Linked DNA regions of Mus musculus: region 1 is linked to region 2. Evidence: chromatin contacts called from public promoter capture Hi-C data. All regions are on one chromosome and are shown on one strand. The core of a region is the stretch at or near the end of the contact, and the rest is flanking DNA. Distances in the headings are between cores, read along the strand shown. Region 1 overlaps Camk2b (calcium/calmodulin-dependent protein kinase II, beta). Region 2 overlaps Gm11963 (predicted gene 11963).

Region 1 (5,881 bases), core at 701-3,200, 550 kb after region 2:
GGGGAGGGGGTGTCAAGTGGGTCCCGAGCTTCACCTGGTACAGATGGAAAAGTTCCACAAGGACAGAGTGTACTTAGTGTGGTGGAAATCTGTCCTAAAATGGTTAAAAACTTGGAATAGATATGATAGAAAATAGAAGAAGCAATGTGACTAGTCATATAGCAGTATAAGTGCGTCAATGGATATGTAAATGATATGTAAATTGAGAGGACAATAGTACATAGGGCCAATATCTTACACCTCACATCATTTTTATTATTTATTCGTTTGTCCATGACTCTGCCACTTCCTTATTGTACATATAATCTTGAGGTAAATTTTCATCTATAAGTACAAATAGTACTTTATTTAGAATTTTTATAAAATTAAGAAAATACTCTGTTTGTGTGTGTATGTGTAAACAACTAAATGTTACCTCTGATCACACTTTTAATACTTAAAATGGTAAATTTTATATTATGTTATCCATTTGGGCTCTAGATGAATTAAGACACTCACTGAAATAAAGCTTGAGTAGCCTTATTCACTTTGGGCAAGAGTGAGGGAAACTGAGGCATGAGCAGGCTATTACATAGTGATGGAGCCATTTTTCAAGAAGTCACAGTAATCCAGACTTAGGCACCCCAACAACAAAGCACTAGCTCGAGACTGGCGCTGGTGAAACTGTGAGAAGAATTAGGGAGACCCACCACACAATTGGAGATTTCAAAACCTTGAGTCAGAAATGCCCAGAGACAGGTGTTGGGGAGATGGCCACTGCACAAACAGAAAGACCTAAGTCTGGTCCCCAGGACACACACACACACACACACACACACACACACACACACACACACACACACACACACAAACACAAACACAAACACACACACCAAAGCCAAAACACTAGGAGTAGTGGCACACACTCCTAACCCAAGGTGAAGCTGGGTGGACTCCAGGGTTTGCTGGCTAGTCAGTTTGGCCTTCCAGGTGAATGTCAGACCAGTGTGATACTGAGTGGCACCTTAGAAGCAAACTCCTGAGATTGTCCACTGGCCTACACACACACACACACACACACACACACACACACACACACACACACACACACACAGTGTGCCTGCGCACACATGAGCATATATGTGTGCACACACCCATATATACAGAAATGAGAATATCTAGCAGGCAGATAGTCAGGACATGATGGAGGTCTAGAGATAGACCATCTTATTCAGCAGCAGGATTTACCCACCATTCTCAAACTCACATGAAATGTTCATTAAGATAGATCCCGTGCTGGGCTGTAAACACACATTGAATTTAAGAGAACAGAAATCAAAGTGGGCTGTGATGGAATTAAAGTAAAGAATGAATAACAGAAAGATGGCCTGAAGAATCCTAATACGTGGTTATTAAATGCCATGTTTCTAAGGATTGAAGAAGAAGGCTGAAGGAAAAATGTAGAAGATATTTTGATTTTAAAAAATGAAAGTAGAACTTATAAAAATTGTCAAATGCAGTGAGAGTGGTCTTCAGAGAAAATATTATATCATAAAATGCATATATTTAGAAAAGAAGAAATATTTAAACTCAGTGTGAACATCTCCTAAAGAAGTAAGTAAGAGGCTCTGGAGAGATGGCTCAGTGGTTTAAAACATTTGCTGCTCTTGCAGAGGTCCCAGGTTCAATTTCCAGCACCCACACTGTGATGCACAGTCACCCATAACTCCAGTTCTAGGGAGCTGAAGCCCTCTTCTGACTGCTCTGGGCACCAGGCACACACATGGCACACACGTGGTACACATGCACACATGCAGACAAGACATCTGCACACATCAAAATAAATAAACCAGAAAGAGAGAGTGGTATTGAAAGGAAACAAGGAAAATAAAATCTAGAGCAGAAATCAGTGAAACTGTAGACAGAAAATCAATACAGAAAATCAACAAAGCCGAACACTTCAGAAAGATCAATGCTAGTGAAAAACTGCTGGCTGCAAATGTGAGCAGAGGAAGAGGGCAGATGCAGGAGTGGGATGGGGTGAGGGCACAGGACTCACAGAAATGAAGGCAGGGCTGTCGCTCCTGAGCCCACCCACTCTGAAAGGGTGACTATGAATAGTGTGGACAGTCAGCCCTATGGCCATGGTTTGATAACTTAGGTGAGATGGACCAGCTCTTGGAAAGACAAACATCACACAGTGGTGGTGCATAGTTGCAGTTCTGGCACTTGGAAGGCTAAGGCTAGAAAGATCTGGTTTTCAAGGTCATTGTGGGCTCTGTAGGAAGACCCACTCACCTTTCAGAGGTGATCTGGCCAGGTCTAGATCTCTCAGAGGTACTGAGGGGGTAACTGACAGGTTTCAGAAACAGAAAGAACTCTGCCCCATGGTCTCATCTGTGAATTCTATCAGACATTTAAGAAAAGACAACAAGCCTGATACCCTAGCACACATCTCTAATCCCAGCCCTTGGGAGGCAGAGGCAGGTGGATTTCTGCAAGCTCATGGCCAACCTGGCCTACATAGAGAGTTATAGGCCAGCCAAGGCTCTATAGTGAGATCTGCCTCAAAAATAGAACAAGCAAACATATAGACAGCGTACTGATTCTTTTCTGGAAAGTCAGCAGCCTAAGGAATTCTTACCTTAGTCTCTGTGGTGGAGACCTTTCATAAACTAAATGCAAAAATTTTTGTCTGAGGTCTCCAAGTTGAATCCAGTGAGACTCACTGTTGGTACACAAGGCTGGCTCCGATTAAAAATCAATATAATCAAGCCATCAACAAATTAAAGATGGAAAATCATACAACCATACAGATAGCAAAAAGTTTTTTGGTTTTTTTTTTTTGTTTTTGTTTTTTGTTTTTAAATCCAGCCGGGCGTGGTGGCGCATGCCTTTAGTCCCAGCACTTGGGAGGCAGAGCAGGCGGATTTCTGAGTTCGAGGCCAGCCTGGTCTACAGAGTGGGTTCCAGGACAGCCAGGGTTACACAGAGAAACCCTGTCTCAAAAACAAAAACAAAAAAAAACCCAAAAAACAAAAAAAAATCCAATACTCACTCATTACAGCACAGTAGGCCAGGTTGGCCATGAGCTTGCAGAAATCCACCTGCCTCTGCCTCCCAAGGGCTGGGATTAGAGATGTGTGCTAGGGTATCAGGCTTGTTGTCCTTTCTTAAATGTCTGATAGACATTCACACATGCTCTTAGCAGGCTAGAACTATAATAGAATTTCCACAACTTGATAAAAAGTATTGACAAAGACCTACAGCTTCTATCATATGTAAAGCTAGATACTACCCTACATGATCAGAAGAAAGCTAGGATGTCTCCTCCTCTGTGATGTGCCATCGTACTGGAAAGCCCCAAATAATGCAGGAAGACAATGAAAGGAAATGCAGATCATACCGATGAGGATGGGAAATATAAGCATCTTTGCTTAGAAACGATGCAGCTGGGTGGAAACCCCTTCTGACCAACAGCAGCCTTGTCAAAGGTGGTACCAAAGGACAGAGGCTATCTGATCGATACTTAAAATTCAACTGCTGTCTTAGAAGAAATTAGAATTTGAAACCTAAAATATAATTGCATCTACGTCAGCACCACAACAAGTAAAATAAGTGGGTGTATCTCTGGCAAAATATGAGCAAGACCTCCTAGGGAAAGGGACAGAATTTGGATTTTAAAAATGGAAGACTAAGGGGTGTTAAAGCATCATGGGTGGTCCAGACGGACTCTGTGATGTCCACTCTTCCCAGTTTCATCTACAGATGAAGAATAAGAGCCACTAGTTATGGATCCAGACAAACTTACTCTTAAGTTGATGTGGGAAAGAAAAAGATACGGAATGTGCAACACAACCCTGGAAGAGAAGAATGCAGTTCCAGGACTCTGGAGCCCACATGGAGAAAGGAGGTTCTTGCCTACAACGGCCTTGGAACAAGTGGATGTGCAGCCGGAAACGGAGTCTAGACATAGAACTTACATCTTCTTCATGTTTGGACAGTAGCTCTGGTTAGCCTGGAACTTGCTATGTAGACCAGGCTGGTCTTGAACTCACAGAGATCCACCTGCCTCTGTCTTCCAAGTGCTGGGACTAAAGGCCTGTGCTGCCCTGGATCCCACAGCACACAGCTGGCAAGATCTTAAGTCCTTTAAAAAAATTAACATGAGACGGACTATAACCCAAAGGTAGTACACAGAACCCCAAAGAGTAACAGAAAAGAAAGTCTAGGTGATGCGTTTTGTTAATGACTCAGTCACAACACCAAGAGCAATGGGAAGATGGACTTAAAGTTCTAAAGTTCTGTTCTGAGAGGGACACGGTTTAAAGATTGAAAAGGCAAATTGCTACTGACCAGAAAACAGTGTTTGCAAAACATATATCTGGTGAAGAACTGGCTTCCAAAATAGGCAAAAAAACAAAAACAAAAACAAAAAATTTAAAAGCAAACAACACAAAGTGGGAAAACAAGCAAATGATCTAAACAGCTACCCAAGTGAAGAAGATTTTACAGATAGGAGATTGGTATATTAAAGGACTCCAAACATCCTTCATCATGAATTAAAGCAGCAAAGACATGCACTATTATGCACCTCCTAAGACGGCGGAGATCCAGGACCCTGGCATCTGGTGCAGGAGAGGCTGTGGAGCTACAGCAATGCAAACTGAGGGTGGGGACAGCCCCACCACTGAGGACAGTTTGGTGGTTTCCTAGAAAATTAAAACACCGGATCCAGCAGTTACACTCTCTAAGATGATGCACTCTGACTGCTTGCAAAGTTATAGATCCTGAACACAGATGCTGGAAGCCGCTCTAAGCAAACTGCCAAAGCTTACATGCCGCCAAGATATCCTTCCATATACATAGATGGAGGTTCATGTACTCCCACAGGGAACATATACATAGATGGAGGTTCATGTAAATCCACAGGGAACATATACATAGATGGAGGTTCATGTACTTCCACAGGGAACATATACATAGATGGAGGTTTGTGCACACAATGGAATGTTAGCCAAAACCAAACGAGCACCAAGTCATGGAAAGACGTTGAGGAACCTGATGAGGCTCCAAATGAAAGAACTCAGTCTGAAAGGCCACGCCCTGGATGGCTCCCTAGACGGTTCCCGTGCCCCAACTGCTGCAAATGATACTGGGATGGTAAACAAGGTGTCCAAGGTTTGGGGGAGGGATGTCTAAGGAGAGCCCAGAGGACACTCAGAGCAGTGACACTACATTGTATGGCAATGGTGGATATGTGTCATTACACATTTGTCCATAATCAAAGAACGCACAAGGTGACCTCTAATGTCAACTGTGAACTTTGGTTAAAAATGACATATCAGGGGCAGAACATGTGGCTCAGCAGCTAAGCACATCCTGTTCTTACATGGGACTAAAATCTGGTTCCCAGCACCCACATCCAGGGGTTTGCAACCTACCCTAACTCCTACTCTGGTGAAGTCGATGTCCTCTTCTGGCTTCCTCGGGCACTGGTCACATGTGGTGCTTACAAGTATACAGCAAAACATGAATACACATAAAATAAAAACAGAGAAAATGTTAGAAGAATACAGGGTGGGTAGGTGTTATTGTTAGAGTGTGGGATATACTCCTAAGCTTGTGAGTGTTGTGGTTAGAGTGTAGGATACCCTCTTAGGTTTGTGAGTGTTGTGGTTAGAGTGTGGAATACCGTCCTAGACTTGTGTGTGTTGTGGTTAGACTGTAGGATACCCTCTTAGGTTTGTGAGTGTTGTGGTTAGAGTGTGGAATACCGTCCTAGACTTGTGTGTGTTGTGGTTAGACTGTAGGATACCCTCTTAGGTTTGTGAGTGTTGTGGTTAGAGTGTGGAATACCGTCCTAGACTTGTGTGTGTTGTGGTTAGACTGTAGGATACCC
Region 2 (5,985 bases), core at 2,723-5,222:
TGTATTTTGTATCACAAGTGTTTACTGCATTTATTTATCAATGAGTGTGTGTGTGTGAGTGTGTGTGTGTGTGTGTGTGTGTGAGTGTGTGCGTGTGCGTGTGCGTGTGTGTGTGTGTGTGTGTGTGTGTAATGTGTGCCGCAGAACACTTGTGGCGGCCAGAGGACAACTTTTGAGAATCGGTTTGCTCCTTCCATCCTGTGTCTTGGGGATTGAATTCAAGTTGCCAGGCTTGGCAGCAAACACCTCTGGCTTATATGCTACTACCCTAAGGAAGTCAGTTCTGCTTGTGCCTTGTGAGTTCTTGGTTGTTGGTGTAATGTGTAGTATATGGCTAAAATATTTTCTTTTCTCCTCTCCCTTCTCCTCCTTCTCCCCCTCCCTCCCCCTCCCCTCCCCCTCCCCCTGGCCTGGAGTTTCCTATGCAGGCCAGGTTTGCCTCAGACTCACAGAGATCCATCTGCCACTGCTGAGTGCTAGGGTTAAATACATGTAACACCACACACAACTCTACTACTAGTTTTTAACTCAGTATTTCTGAGGATTGTTGTTGCTGTGGGTTGAACCCAGATTCTCATGAATGCTAAGCATATACTCTCCCACCCGGGCACACTCCCAGTGAGTCTGGCTGTTTGTATAATTAATTACTGTTTGTATAATTAATGACTGTTTATATAATCATAGCCCCCTTCTCCAATCTACACTTCCTGTTCTCTGCTCCAGTTGCACAACCTCCCTAGAATAATTTTTCTGGGTCTTCTATCTTTGTCCCTCATCATTTTTATTTTACAAATGTTTATTTAGGGCCCGAAGAGGTGGCTCAGTGGTTAAGAGCACTCTGCTCTTGCAGAGGCCCAGGGTTTGAGTCACAGCACCCGTATGGCAGCTTACAACCATCTGTAACTCCAGTTCTGGGGCACCTGACACCTTCTTCTGGCCTCCAAAGTCACCAGGTATGCACATGGTACATAGACACACATGCAGGCAAAACACCTAAACACATACAATATTTACTTAAAAAAAGATTTACTTCATATGTGTGAGTGTTTTTCCTGCATACATGTGGCTGGGGAGGTCGAAGACACATCATGTGCTCTGGACTGGAGTGAGACAGTTGTGAGCCGCCACGTGGATGCTTGGAATCAAACACAGGTCCTGTCAAGGGTAGCCAGGGCTCTTAACGAACCACTGAGCCATCATTTCATCCTGGAACATACATTAAAAAGAAAAAAAAAACAGCTTTACTTAAATGTAATCAATACACCATCCAATTAGTGCATTTACAGTGTTGTTTTATGGTTATTTTGTAAGCTCACAAAGTCTGAACCTACCCACGAAATCGATGCTTTCAGAACATTTCAATCATCCTCAAATACCTTTTAGCTGTTACCACCCCACCCCCCAACTCAGTGTCAGCTAACCCATCTCTACAGGTTAACTTCTTGTGGGTTTCTCATACAAGTGGATCCATCACTCAGTTCTCTTCAGTGACCTCTTTCCCTTGCGTGGAGTTTTCTCTCCACTCCCGCTGGAATTGAACCAGGATCATTTATAACACAACATGTATCAGTATAATATATCTATCTTATTTTTACAATAAAAACGTGAGGCAGAGTCTCATTTGTCCTTCACTGGCCTCAAAGTCCCCATGGAGCCAAGAATGACCCTAAACTTCCTGGTCCTCTTTTTACTATTTTATTTACTATTTCCCTTTTGCTGGGATTTCAGGCATGCACCATCTCGCCCATTTTGTCTGACGCTGAGATCAAACCTAGAGTTTCATTTCTATTAGGCACACAGTCCACCAACTGACCTACCTCCCCAGCCCAAAATTTAAAATATTTAAAGTATGAATAACATAAAATTACCTTATCATGACCACGAAATGTTTTATTACACCAATTCTTTGTTTATCGCTTTATTGAAGTGTGTGTGTGTGTGTGTGTGTGTGTGTACTTGTGTGTACTTGTGTGTACTTGTGTGCCACAGAATGTGTGTGAAGGTCAGACGACAACTTGTAGGAGTCTGTTCTCTCCTTTACTGTGTGTATAGCGGGATTGTCTGGATCCATCAGCGATTAAATAATGACACAGAGACTTATTAATATTTATTGTAGCTAGCTAGGCCTTTAACTGAGCTGACTCTCAGCTAGCTCAATCTAAATCAACCCGACTATTCTAGCCTACGCCCCACCACGTGACTAGTTCTCTATATGCTCCTGTTCTCGACTATACACCTCCATGTCTGGCTGGCAAATTTTCCCTTCTGATTTCTTCTCCCAGAGACCCTTTCTCTGGCCGGAAGTTCCGCCCTCCACTTCCTGTCTGGCTACTGTCCATCAGATCTTTACTAAAGCCAATCAGCAAGTGAGGAAGGTGAATGTTTACAGACTAGGAAACCAGGCGATGGCCACAGTCTACGCTGGTACAGAATTAACAATGAGACATACAGAGGCGCACCTTCACATAGTGCACCCCAACACACGTGGGTCCTGGCAATCAAATTCAGGCTGTCAGACTTGGCAGCATATGTATGATGTGAACTTCTGTCAGAGTGGCCATCAGTCAAGTGCATTTTTAAAAAAAGAAAGATAACCAAGGCGTCTTCTTCATTTTTCTACCTTGTCTGACCCAGGACTCTTCAGACTTGAACTACTGCATCTGGCTTTATGTGGTGGTGTGGAGATTCGAACTCAGGTTTATGGGGCAAGTGCTTTACTATGGCGAACCATCTCCTGAGCTCTTAAAAATGTTCTACGAGACCAGGAGGTGGTGGCAAATGCCTTTACTCCAAGCACTTGAGAGGCAGAGGCAAGGGTGCTGCCAATTTGAGATCAGCCACAGCTAGACAGCAAAAAAGACCTGGTCTCAAAAACAAAAAAGTAAAATAAGTAAGTAAATACGTATCTATACATGAAATAATAATAATCATAAATAACAACAGATGATGAGTCCAGGAAAATTACAACATCAAGTCAAATGTTGCTGTTTTCTAGGATGTTTACTTGTTGTTGGCTTTGTTTATTTCCTGTGAGGACCCTGGGCATGGAGAGAGGAGTCAGCAGCTAGGAGGGCACTGCTCCTGTGGAGGACCTGAATTCCCAGCGCCCACATGGGGCAGTTCACCACTGCTGATAACAACAGCTCCAAGAGATCGGGTGCCTCTGCTCCCTGAGGGCACCCACAGTCATGGGAGCATACTTGCACACAGATAGATACATGCACACAAATTATATATATATATATAAAAAAAAGATAGGCTATCCTGAAGCTCAGGCTAGCCTTGAATTTACTATGTAGCTGAGGCTGCCTTTGAACTCCTGACTCTCCTTTCCTCCTGCCCAGGCTGGCCTTGAACTCACACCCAAGCAATCCTCCCACCTCAGTCTCCCAAGTAGCTGAGACAACATGTGAGTGCCTCTGAATTTCACATTTATTTATTTATTTATTTATTGGTTTATGTCTCGGGTACTTTTCTATTGTTGTGAAGAGACACCTCCACCAAGCCAGCTTTGAGAAAGACACATGTACTTTGTGGCTCATGGATTTAGAAAGCCATAACCATCATGGGGGTTGGGAGGGGGACATGGCCACCGGCAGTCAGGCATGGCTCTGATGCTGTAGTTGAGAGCTCATAATTTGGCCCACATACATGAGGCCGAGAAAGTGAGACACCAGGACCAGCGTGGGCTTTTGAAATCTCAAGGTCCACCCCTGTTGAAACACTTCCTTCAAGGCCACACAGCCAATTTCTTCTCAAACAGTTTCACCATCTGAGGACCAGGCCTTCAAAGACATGAGCTATGCTGGGCCGTGCCTATGCAGGTCACCACACTGAGGTGCATGGCAATAGAACCTTCAGATCTCCAGTTAGTCATTGCTCTGAAATCACTGTCTCTAGCCTCGGGATAATGTCACCACCCCAGGAAGTCCTTGTTCGTTGTTCCTCTCTCTGGTGACCTCTGCTGTGCTCCGTGTGGAGCAGTGTAGTGACTCGGGCCATAGATTCCCTGACTGTGCCCATTGATAGCTGCCTCTTCCCCTGTAAGGTCATGTTTGCGTCTTATTTTAGCTGAAATCCACGAGGTATGAAGGTAAACATTAGCTGGGTGTGGCAGTCCACACACACCTGTGTGCACCACAGAGGCCGAGGCCTGAGAACCTCTAGTTCAAGGCTGTAGTCTGGGCTACAGGGTGAGATCCTACCTATCACAAGAAACCAAGGGCTGGGGATGTAGTTCAGTGGTAGACCTATTGCACACAAGGCCCTGGGTTTGATTCGATAGTACTACAACCATTACCAACAACCTCACCATTTGAAAGTGTGCATTTGGGGCTAGAGAGATGGCTCAGTGGTTAAGAGTACTGACTGCTCTTCCAGAGGCCCTGAGTTCAATTCCCAGCAACCACATGGTGGCTCATGACCATCTGTAATGGGATGTGATGCCCTCTTCTGGTGTGTCTGAAGAGAACTCATATACATATACAGGCCTCCCCCTGCCCCCTGCCCAGCACCTGGAATGCCCAACCCTGCTTTCAGCCTACCTTTCCCTTCTCATGGCCTACTGGGATTTTACTATCTGATAAAGACGACACAAGAGGAGAAGAAACATTTAGGTGAGAGAGTGAGACAAAACCCCTGAAATCCAGGAAAACTCGCCCAGGCTGTCCAGCCCAGAAGAAGCCATTTGTAAAGTCAAAGCCGCCCCTCATCTTGGATGCAAGGCTCCTCCTGGCCCCGGCTTGAAGGCTGCTCCCGGTGCTATTGACAGATGACGATTGCAATGTTTATTTTCTTATCAACCAAGTAAAAGTCAGAGGCCAGGTTGAAAGAGAAAAATCCCCACAGCTGGCATTGACATAAAGACCAAACAGGAAGGAGTTTCAAATGCAGGAAAGGCCACGGTTGTCTGTTAAACAGCACCTACCTGGAATTCATTTAAGCAATCAAAGAATGTGATGTCATCTCAGTTTCCAGTTTTTGGTCTGGTAATGCTATAGGAGCTAGTGTCTCATATAGGGTCAGAGGGTCTGACTTGCTGTGTCGCAGAAGATGACTTTGAACTCCTGACTCTCTTGATTCCATTTCTCAAGTCCTCAGAAGGTGTTTGTCATCATATCAGGTTTCTTTCAGTGCCGGGGACTGAACCTAGGACTTTGTGCAGGCCAGCAAGCAAGCACTCTACAACCAAGCCCAGCTCAGCTCTACCCCAGTGCTTCTCAGCTTTCCTAACTTTAATACAGTTCCTCATGTTGTGGTGACCCCCGGCTGTAAAAGTGTTTTCCTTGCTACTTCATAACTGTAATTTTGCTACTCTTACGAATCATAAGGTAAATATCTTATATGCAGGATTTCTGATATGCAAGGCCCAAAGGGGTCAAGACCCACAGGTTGAAACTGCTCTAGCCTAGCCCTCATCGTATCTAAAAGGAAGAAAGGAAAAATAAAAGACAGAAGGGAAATGTTTGGGTCTGGAAAGATGGTTCAGTTGAAACTTGAATTCAGTTCACAGAATGCGTGTGCCAATGCCTGGCATTGTGCCGAGAGCTGAGAAAATAATCACTGAGCTCCCCAAGAGGCCACACTGACCTTAGAGGTAACTGGTTAATCCCCAGCTTCTCCTGAAACTACCATGATGCCACTTCATGTGTGTGTGTGAGAGAGAGATGTATATATGTCTGTGTGTGTGTGTGTGTCTGTGTGTGATGTCTGTGTGTATGATGTATATATGTCTAGGTGTGTGTGTCTCTGTGTGTGTGGTGCATATATGTGTGTGTGTGATGTCTGTGTGTATGATGTATATATGTCTAGGTGTGTGTGTCTCTGTGTGTGTGGTGCATATATGTGTGTGTGTGATGTCTGTGTGTGATGTATATATGTCTAGTTGTGTGTGTCTCTGTGTGTGGTGCATATATGTGTGTGTGTGGTGCATGTGTGTGTGTGTGTCTTTCTGTGTGTGGTGCATATATGTGTGTGTGAATCTGT

The links. Promoter capture Hi-C pulls out the DNA fragments that hold promoters and counts their contacts.
Region 1: a promoter capture Hi-C map of liver shows a contact between it and region 2, with 2.1 times the contacts expected there. The contact joins two enhancer-like sites. A contact is called at or near these places in 3 of 39 promoter capture datasets (the 3T3-L1 cell line, hippocampal neurons and liver).

What each region holds. Positions count from the first base shown.
Region 1 is chr11:6,042,196-6,048,076 of GRCm38.p6, forward strand. All of the region lies in intron 1 of Camk2b (calcium/calmodulin-dependent protein kinase II, beta), which reads right to left. Among named protein-coding and RNA genes, the nearest start is that of Camk2b, 21 kb to the right of the region's middle. Within about 2 kb of position 1,951, at least 3 of the 459 cell types and tissues checked have an H3K27ac peak or open chromatin away from gene starts, as enhancers often do. A contact at or near this core is called in liver, where this site is marked.
Region 2 is chr11:5,487,324-5,493,308 of GRCm38.p6, forward strand. All of the region lies in intron 1 of Gm11963 (predicted gene 11963), which reads left to right. Among named protein-coding and RNA genes, the nearest start is that of Gm11963, 4.4 kb to the left of the region's middle. Within about 2 kb of position 3,973, at least 27 of the 459 cell types and tissues checked have an H3K27ac peak or open chromatin away from gene starts, as enhancers often do. A contact at or near this core is called in liver, where this site is marked.